Regions from separate parts of the Mus musculus genome. Here region 2 is linked to region 1. A link is a contact called in public Hi-C data. All regions are on one chromosome and are shown on one strand. The core of a region is the stretch at or near the end of the contact, and the rest is flanking DNA. Distances in the headings are between cores, read along the strand shown. Region 1 has its middle 24 kb from the start of Serpina12. Region 2 has its middle 27 kb from the start of Serpina3f.

Region 1 (4,865 bases), core at 624-3,123:
GGGAGAGGGAGAGAGGGGGAGGGGAAAGAGGGGGCGAGAGGGAGAGGGGGAGAGAGGGAGAAGGGGAGAGGGAAGGGGAGTAGGGGAGAGAGGGAGAGGGGGAGAGAGGGAGAAGGGGAGGGGGAAAGGGGAGAGGGAGAATCAGTTAAGGCCCAGCTGACTCTGTATAACTGGGTATATGTGTGATTGGAGTCTGGCTCCAGTCAGACTGAGGCTAAGGCCTAGCCAACAGGGATCTTCGGAAGCGGAAACCTAAAGACTTGAAAAGCATAGTAAAAGAAGAAGGAGGAGAGAAAGAAGGGAGCCCTCAAGCCCCCACGGAAACAACCAGACCTGCCGCTCTAGCATTCAGGACCTGGCAGGGGTGGGAGACCCCGCTTCTTTCTGCAGGGACCCATTCTGTACAGGATTGATCTGCCTGAGGCTTACCCAGGAGGCCAGCCAAGAGTTTCAGAATGAGAGCATTTGCCCACAGGGTTTGGCGAGTACTTTGTGCCCGCTCTCGCCTTCTGTGGCGATCTATACTTTTATGTTTACATAGCTTCATAGATTCGCCTTCTGTGGTGATTCAAAAAGGCAGTGTTTGTCATTGTCTCTGGCCGCTGAACACTCAGTTTCCAGTAGGTGGCGCTGTTTGTTGGGGGTTTGATGAAGCAGCCATGCTGGAAGTCTGTCTCTGAGGGAGGCTTCTCTCCAATCCCAGGTCACTTTCTTTGCGTCATGCTTGTGGTTGAAGGTATAATCTATCAGTTTCCTGTTCCTGCTGCCACACTTCCCTGCCATAATGAACCCTTATGCCCCTGGAACCTTAAGCCAACATAAATTCCTTCTTATGTAAAATGTCTTGGTTATGGAATTTTATTATGGCATCAGAAAAATACTGAATATCCCCTTGCTGATTTTGTCTTTACTATCTATTCACTTTATTCTCAGAGGGAGGGTAAAATCACACTCAAGCTAAGGATTGACCATCTCATCGGGGACTGTCTGCTACTCCAGCAACTGTGCCTCTCTTAGAAACCCCCCCCCCACACACACACACACACACAGAGAGAGAGAGAGAGAGAGAGAGAGAGAGAGAGAGAGAGAGAGAGAGAGAGAGAGCATTGTATGGGGACACTGGCACTCTCTCATCAAAGCTGAGCATCCCCAAACTAGGATAGGTTGCTGGCATGGCATATAGTCAAGCGAAGACTAACAGAGACTCATGTCAGAATATAGCAGTGTAGCTTCAAATGACACAAATGGAGTGGAATAGTACCGCCTCCACACAGTTCTTTATCATTACACTGTAACATGTTGCTTTGCACCACATGGTGGGACTCGTGGTTACGAGTATGTAGCAGAGGATGGCCTAGTTGATCATCAATGGGAGGAGAGTCCCGTGGTCCTGTGAAGGTTCTATGCCTCAGGATAGGGGAATGCCAGGGGAAAGAATTGGGAGTGGGTTGGTTGGGGACCAGGGGGAGGGGATAGGGGATTTTCGGAGGGGAAACTAGGAAAGGGGCTAACATTTGAAATGTAAATAAAGAAGGTAGCTAGTTAAAAAAAAAAAAGAAGGAGAAGAAGAAGTTTAAATCAGGAAGTGGCTCTCCCAGTCAGTCTTTCTGACACCCAGGTCACCGTTTTCTGACACTCGCAGTGTCTTGGCCTAGGTTCCACAATGAAACAATTCAGAGACGTGTGATTTATTAGAAAGGTCCCCACTCTCCAATCTGTCCCTTCCAGTATTCTGGTCATCTGCTCCAGAATCTGAAAAGCAGCTGCGTTTTCCACTCTCAGTTTTTATCTATGGCAAGCATTACTAGACAACCCCAGAGTAGCCAGAGCTAGACATTACTAGACAACCCCAGAGTAGCCAGAGCTCCAGGCAGTCATCCAAACAGCCAGTCAGAAGACTGTAGCTGGGGAGACAAACGTGCTACTGTCTGCCTCAGGGTTTGTTTCATCATCCAATCGGTAGACTATGGCATCTCTTTCTGCCCCAGGAAAGTGGGTTCTGAGATTCTGAGCTCAGGCTTTGTGGTGGAAAACAGCCCACACTCCTCTGGTGTCGCCACCTGCCAGCAGAGTGTCCCCCACACCCTTCTTGTCTCTAAGGAGGAAGCTCTGGGTCTAGCCTTTGAGAGCCATTATACAATTTTAAAAGGACTAACAGTGAATCCCTTATCCGTACTGTCATCTCTTCTTCCCTGTGGTATGAGTTTAAATAGAGTTTTTCTTTCTTTCTTCCTCCCTCCCTCTCTTCCTCCTTCCCTCCTTCCCTCCTTCCCCCCTCTTTCTTTCTTTCTTTCTTTCTTTCTTTCTTTCTTTCTTTCTTTCTTTCTTTCTTTCTTTCTTTCTTTCTTTCTTTCTTCCTTCCTTCCTTCCTTCCTTCCTTCCTTCCTTCCTTCCTTCCTTCCTTCCTTCCTTCCTTCCTTCCTTCCTTCCTTTCTTTCTTTCTTTCTTTCTTTCTTTCTTTCTTTCTTTCTTTCTTTCTTTCTTTCTTTCTTTCTTTCTTTTTCTTCCCAAGACAGATTTTCCCTGTATAACCCTGGCTGTTCTGAAACTTTCCCTGTAGACCAAGCTGCTGGCCTCAAACTGAAAGATCCCCTTCTGCAGTGCTGGGATCAAAGCTGTATACCACTCTGCCTGGCTTGATTAGAGTTTCTTGCTGAGCAAGGGCAAGAGGTCTTTGCTGGAACCAAGGGCAACTTACCAGTGACTACATCACTGAAGAAAATGGCACCCCTTCTCCTCATAACTGTTAATTTATGATTCCTCATGCCTTCTTCTCAATCCATGATGAGCTGTTGGGGCCCAATCTTATAGAGATCTGCAGACAGCCACACGAGTTATGGACGTGATGGCTATGCTATGTCAGGGAGACTTCTTTTTGCGGCCTGTCCCTCTGTCCCCCGGGTCTTACATACTGCCCACTGTCTCTTCCTCGGGGCTGCCTGACTCTGGGAGAGGGTGATGGATGTCTTATTACTGATGATGACCATAGGTTACAGTTCTCCATCAAGTGCTTCCTGCTGAAGTAAGGAGGTTCTCTGGTGAAGACTATGCTCTGCACTAATCTGTGCTCATAAACACGGTGTCTGGAGGGCAGTTTGATAACACGACCACTAAGTAAAACGATGGTAGCAGGTTCCCCTACAGAGCCCATGACTTCCCAGACGAAGGCTTTTGACCATGTTCATTAATGACATATTAAGTTCATTAATGACATATTAAGACATAATATTAATTTAATATTTAAGACATATTGGTTGTATTGGTATAATACAACCAATTCCAGGCTGCTGTCAGCTCCAGCCGGACACTTTGATGTATGTGAACCTGTACGCATATAAGTATCCCCAAGTCCATGGGGTTTGCATCCTGGCACCTCAGAGTCTCCTGTGGGATGAGGGGTGGAGGGGGTGGAGAAAGAAGTCACCTAGCCACTTTATATCTCTCCTTTATTTCATCTGTCCTGACCAGGTGCCTGTTTCCCAGGCTACACAGGCAGGAGGCTAAGCTTCACTCCCTAACAAGGCTTCCTACTTACAGTATGCTATGCAGACAAGCCAGAAAGTGCTTCTTCCCACCCACCCTGCAGCAGCTCCATGTGGTCACACCAGGAAAGAGCACACAATAAAACTGCTACTTGAGGCCTCAGTTTACCTGTCTATGAACACAGTTCTCTTAACTTTCTGGGCTTTGCCAACATCTGAACTGATATATATGTATATATATTTTTATTTCTGTAATATATATATATATTTTTTTTCCGTAAGAAAATGTATTCCAGAACATTCAACACCATCACTGGTATCTTTTTATGAGATGCCAGTAACTTCTCTCCCCAGTAGTAGAAGCCAGAAAAGTCCCCAAGGGACAAAAGTGAGTTCAGGGTAGGGGACAAAAGTCAGTTCAGTTGCCACATGGGGCTCTGAGGCCCTAGCCACTTCCTGGAATTTTGAGAATAAATCAGAAAGGACACTGGAGAGAGATAAGCTTCTGTGAGGACCTCAGAAGCACACTGCTGCCATCTGCTGGTCACTGACCTCTTTCAGACCTGTCGTCTGCAACCCCTCTCCTGCCAATTGGATGGCTGACTTGCAGGTGGATGGGAAAATAAGAATATGAAGTTCACGTGTGTACTCAGGAGAAGAGTCAAGTCAAGGAAGAATGCAGGGTCTGAGAGTCCCACATCTTGATCTAAAGGCAGCCAGGAGGAGACTGCCTTAGGCAAGCAGCCAGAAGGGGACGTTCTTCCATAGTGGGCTGGACTCGAGCACGGGATCTCACAGCCTGGCTCTGAGATACATTCTTCCAACGAGATCACTCGCACCTCCTGATGTGTGGGGGCTGACGTGGTCCAGCGTGAGAAGCTGTAGGCTTTCTTACGCACAGTTAAGGGAAGGAGGTTGAGGCTCAGGGACATGACATCTATTTCCCTCATAAGGAGTGAGAATGAACTTTTGACCAGGGTTTCTGGGACCAAGGCTCAGAGGCAACCACAATGCTACACCTTGTAGCTTGTAAACAGACCTTCTATATACTTGGTCCTCCCCATGTGATTTCTGGTGCGACTGTGACATTCGTGAGTGAATCTTGAGTTTGGACAGGGTCCGTCCACCAACTCTCCCCATTTTAAATAATTACTTGGATTTGCTATGGTTTCATTTGTACTTTCACTAACCCTGAGTACATATATAGGAAAGAAGAACGTGATGTTCGCTTAGCCAAACCCATCCAAACCAGCGCTGCCTGGCATATATAGTGGTTAAGCCACTGATATTAAGGGCCCACGATTAGAATCTGGAATGGATAATCTTTTTTTTTTTAATCGAAATTTCTGAGTTTCTTGAAAAATGGCTATTGCTTCCTGATTA
Region 2 (4,710 bases), core at 400-2,899, 120 kb after region 1:
GGTGTTCACGGGACCGCTGAGTGGGGTCCACACAGATTATTTCTCAACTCAAGCTTTCTGTGCTGGGCCCTCAGGAGGTGAGCAATTTTGCCGTGCCAGACTGGAATTTTTAAGCTAAATTCAGCCAATAGCAACTAGGGTGTACCACATTATTTCATGCCCTTCTTTATCACTCACACACACCCAGATGCTCTCTATGGCCTGGTTTTCATAGTTATCTAGGGTCACAGCTCAGTTCATGGGTTGCCCCACCATGGGCTCGGGGTGGTGGGTGTGAGTTCTTTGTCACTTGCACTCATTCTCCAAGGCTTGGCTATCTGTGGCTGCTGGAAGTTCAGTGGCTAGAAGCACAGCTGTGGCAGCTTCAGGGCTGAAGCTGCTGGCCGCTTTTACAGCATTGGGGAAAATGTCCTCTGAGGCCAGAATGGCCAGTCAGTAGGACTTGACACTCAGATGCAGAAAAATGGGTTTGCATTTTAAGGAAGAGTATAAACCTTAGCAACTACATCCCTGGAACTTTCTCAGTTGGCTCCGGGTCAGGGATGGCTGACTAACTGCAGAGATACTTCTGTAAGGCAGGGGTTCTGTTCTTCATGCTCTTCCTGCCAGAAGCCTTAGGCAGTCTACCTGAGTTCCAGCAGCCTCAGTCGTTTCCCTGGGAAACGTGGGTTTGCTATATTTATTTCTTCTTTTATGTTCTGGTTGTAGCAACTTGAATGGCTCAAGTTCAAAGCCAAGTGCCCCTTGTTCAAGCTAAAAGTGTAGAAGACTAATAGAACCTGAACATCCTTGCATCAACATATTTGTTGATTTTGAAAATATGGGATATATATATATATATATATATATATATATATATATATATACATACACACACACATTTGTGTGTCTATATACACACACTCATATACATGTATTCACACAAGTAAATGTATGTGTGTATATATATGCAAATATATATAAACACACCTACACACATAAACATATATATATATACATATATATATGTGTGTGTGTGTGTGTGTGTGTGTGTGTGTGTGTGTGTGTGTGTGTGTGTGTGTGTGTTTGTACTCAGAGCCTGATATATACTCAGAAAACGCCCTACCACTGAATCATTCTTGAGCAGGTGTTTAGCGTGTGTCTTTTGTTTGTGAATGTGTAAGTGTGCATCCATGTGCACAGCCCTCTCTTTACTTTTTTGGTTTGACACACTGCCTCACTACACACATTGACCTACTGACCTTAAACTTGCTATCAGCTATTTCCGCCTTGGCCCAAAAGAAGGAGTGGATGAGATGACATGGAACAAGCTTCAATTTCTCCTCACAGGAAAGTGGGAAGGAGCAGCTGCAGCTGGCCAAATCTTCCTCAGCAGTCATGAGGGTGTCAGAGAGGAACTCTGTTCCCCATTCCCAAGGCGCTGGCAGAATCTGGTTCTGAGCCCTATATCATGTTGTATTCTTGTCACTATGTCCCAACAACACACACAAATGTCACTTCGATCAGCTGGTGTTTCCTCTACTGCCCAGCCCTTTCACATCCTTAAAGCTCAGAGAACCTCCCCTGAGGACTCACATTTTGATGCCTGTCTCAGCCGGTTTTCTAAATCTAGTTTTAAGCTATGTTAGTCACTGCTCAACTGATTGCATGCCCATTGATGAGTCATCCTCTCCTTCCCCATAGCTCTCCACAACCAGTAGAAGATTCTGTATGTACATGAATCTGCCTGTTCTGGGATCACATGTCTCTGGGTCACATGACACAGGCCCTACTGAGTCTGGCTTCTTTCCCTGTGAGTATATTGGCAGGCTCATACACAGGCAGCAGAAAAATGTCACCTCCCTCATTTGTCTAATGAAGTAATAGTGTGTGGCCTGAGCAAACTCTGCTCATCCATTCATCTGTTGGGGAACCCTTGAGTCACAAGCACTTTGCTGACTATGAAAAAGGATGGTGGACGCTGGCTGCAGTACCTGCCATGTCTTTGCTTCCTGTTCCTCTGAGCACCTGCCTATAGTGTGATTGCTGCATCATCCTCTCCAAAGATGCTACACCATTCTCCGTTCCTTCTGCTGCACATGAAGGCTTGGAATTCCAGCCCTGCAAGGCTGGGCCAACCAAACATCACCTAGATTGACAAGTTCTCGTCAAATGCCTCCATTTGGAAGCTGTTTCTATGATGTAGCTGCAGGGCTTCGTGTTGTGTGAGGGTAGAGGTGGCATCTAGGACATTGATGGTTATTATAACTATTGTCGGCACTATTGCTTCCTATCCCATAGTGCTGCATGGCAGACATTATCTGATTATTGGTGAGCAGACATGAAACCTTGACAATGACCTCTGTCAGGTGGTTGGGTTAAAATCTCAAGGTGTCTCTATATGTCTGAGTTTCATTAGACACAGTGGGCCATTGACAGAAGGAAGGAAGAAAAACATAATTGAGTGAGAGAGACTACACCCCTCTGCTGCCTCGATTTTTAAATTTTAAGAAATGGATGCTCAGCTTGTAGAAACCACTGAGCCATGCAGGAAGTTCCCAGGCAGTGAACCGCAGTGGACAGCAATGTTTCCAGGCTCCTATCTTTCCCCTCCACAGTGTCACCTCTACTGCACACTGGGCCTCTTCCTTTAGAGGCTTCTTTACCAAGACAATATCTGGTTGGCAAGAGGAATGCAAAATGTCAGCTCCCAAGGAATGCGGAGAAGCAAACCCAGATATCTAGGCTCTAGACTCCCTTATTGGATGGACTTTAATTTGGCAATGAGTTTCAGACCCACCACATTTAGTAGCATGAGATTTTGTCAAGCCCAGGCTCCTTAAATACTTGATTAGAGAACCAAAAGGATGGAGGGATATAGCTGAGTCATGTCACTACTCATGGACTTCACGTGGCAACCAGTTCAGAGCCTTGACTGGCAGTTAGGCACATGGTCATTGTGGGGAAACTTGGCTGCTGTCAATAGATGGTCCCTTCTTCTCCCACCACACCATGGTTCTATGTGTGGTATCTTGGTGCTCACTGGGAAGGGAATACTTCCCAGTGTGTGTGATTTTCTGCTGAGCACAGGTCCACCTGTCACTGTGTGTTCTCAGGAGTCTTGAGGCTCAGGTGTGTCTCCACCTGGGTGGGCACCTTTCCTTCTGTATGCAGGCCTCTGGCTGTGTTTCCAGGCTCACAGGCTTCTACACGGACACACAGAAATCCACATAAATGTACCTCCTTTCCTAGGCCTCCTTTCCTCCTCTGTCTAGGCTCCAACCTGGATCAGCCTTGGAGCTGAATCACCCACTGCTCTCTCCAAATGTGGCCTAATGTTCCTTGAAACTGCTTTCAATGACAATCCCCATGACCTATGCTCTGCCAAGTTCTCTGCATTGAAGCCACACATGTTGCATTCCTAAGACAGAAGCAGTGGTTGACCTCTGCAAAGCTCTCTGTAGCTCTGAGAAATTAGAGGTTCACAGGGCCAGGCTCTTTACATCTAGTGTCTGCTCTGCCCTTTTCCTAAATGGACCTCATGTCAGATTCTAAGAAATGGCTCCATTGTTCTTTGCCTTGCAAATATAATTTTTTGGCTATATGAAAACCACCACTAACTTCTCCTCCTCATCTTCCTCCTTCTGCTACTCCTCCTCCCCACTACCACCACCACCCAGCATCACCACCATCATCCTCTTCCTCTGTCCTCACCACAGAGCTCACCTCCTAAACCCAGGTTTTTTTGGGTGCTCTCTGTGAAGCATCCAGAGTCTTGCTTTATTCACATTCCCACCACCACTGTGAAGCCTCAGGGAGCAGACACTGCTAGATGAAGGTTGTCCCTTGTCATCGGCAAACTTGGCATACCATAATGCCTATTTGTGTGTCATGAGGAAATGGCCAAGCTTCTCTGTGCCTTGGTTTTCTTATCCATAAAGGGACTCATAATAGCATGTAGGTCAGAGGGCCATCACAGGAGTCACAGAGTGTAGGTGCCAATCTCTATGTCACTGTTGTCACCAGAGGGAATAATCGTCAAACAGAAGCTCTCTGAACACTGTCACATTCAATGCAGTTACATGTTTATTGATCCTTGGCTCCTTTCAGTTTGGTGATGAAGGTAGAGGAGTCCACCTGTCCTGTGAGGTTGGTCACCTAGAGACTTAGAAAAAAGCTCCTTCTCTGTCCTGAGTAGGAGTGCTAGAGGGAGAGGAGCTGCTCTGACCCACAAGCCCCTTGCAGCTTCAGGGGTGAAGGCTCAAACTGTGCCAGATTGGGGGGGAGAGCAGGAGACTGCAGGGGCTGTGTATAGCTCTGCCCAGAGGAAGGCAAGAGTAAGGTAGATCTGGGCACCAAGCATTTTAGATGCTGCAGATAGACCCAGGGCAGGAGGTTCCCTTCTTTGTCCTTATGGGTTGGCCTGTAAACTTCCATAGCCCCATCATGACTGAAAAGCTGAAGGCAGAAATAAGCAGAGCCTAAGTTAGGAGAGAGCCTCATTGCTGATTTGAGGCAGATACAGGGGAGAGAGCAGGGGAAGGGAGTAACACAAATTTCAGGTCAGGTACCTGTGCTACAGCTGTCAAGATGACAGGGAGTCTGACAGTGACCAGCCATAGGCTTGTTTCTCTGCATGAGGCAGTCACAGAGTTAGTCAGTGTCACTGTCCAATCAGGCATGCCTCAGCCAAGCAGAGCATGGAAGCCAAAATGTGCAGACAGACACACA

What was found. A called contact is a pair of places that touch in the nucleus more often than the background predicts.
Region 2: a Hi-C map of bone marrow-derived macrophages shows a contact between it and region 1, with 3 times the contacts expected there. The contact joins two enhancer-like sites. A contact is called at or near these places in 18 of 484 Hi-C or Micro-C datasets (the BV-2 cell line, the Ba/F3 cell line, Sertoli cells and 12 more) and 2 of 115 datasets of contacts at active chromatin or transcription factors (CD8 T cells and trophoblast stem cells).

The regions. Positions count from the first base shown.
Region 1 is chr12:104,065,833-104,070,697 of GRCm38.p6, forward strand. No RefSeq gene overlaps it. Among named protein-coding and RNA genes, the nearest start is that of Serpina12, 24 kb to the left of the region's middle. Within about 2 kb of position 1,874, at least 158 of the 459 cell types and tissues checked have an H3K27ac peak or open chromatin away from gene starts, as enhancers often do. A contact at or near this core is called in the BV-2 cell line and bone marrow-derived macrophages, where this site is marked.
Region 2 is chr12:104,184,747-104,189,456 of GRCm38.p6, forward strand. It overlaps the pseudogene Serpina3e-ps. Among named protein-coding and RNA genes, the nearest start is that of Serpina3f, 27 kb to the right of the region's middle. Within about 2 kb of position 1,650, at least 38 of the 459 cell types and tissues checked have an H3K27ac peak or open chromatin away from gene starts, as enhancers often do. A contact at or near this core is called in the BV-2 cell line and bone marrow-derived macrophages, where this site is marked.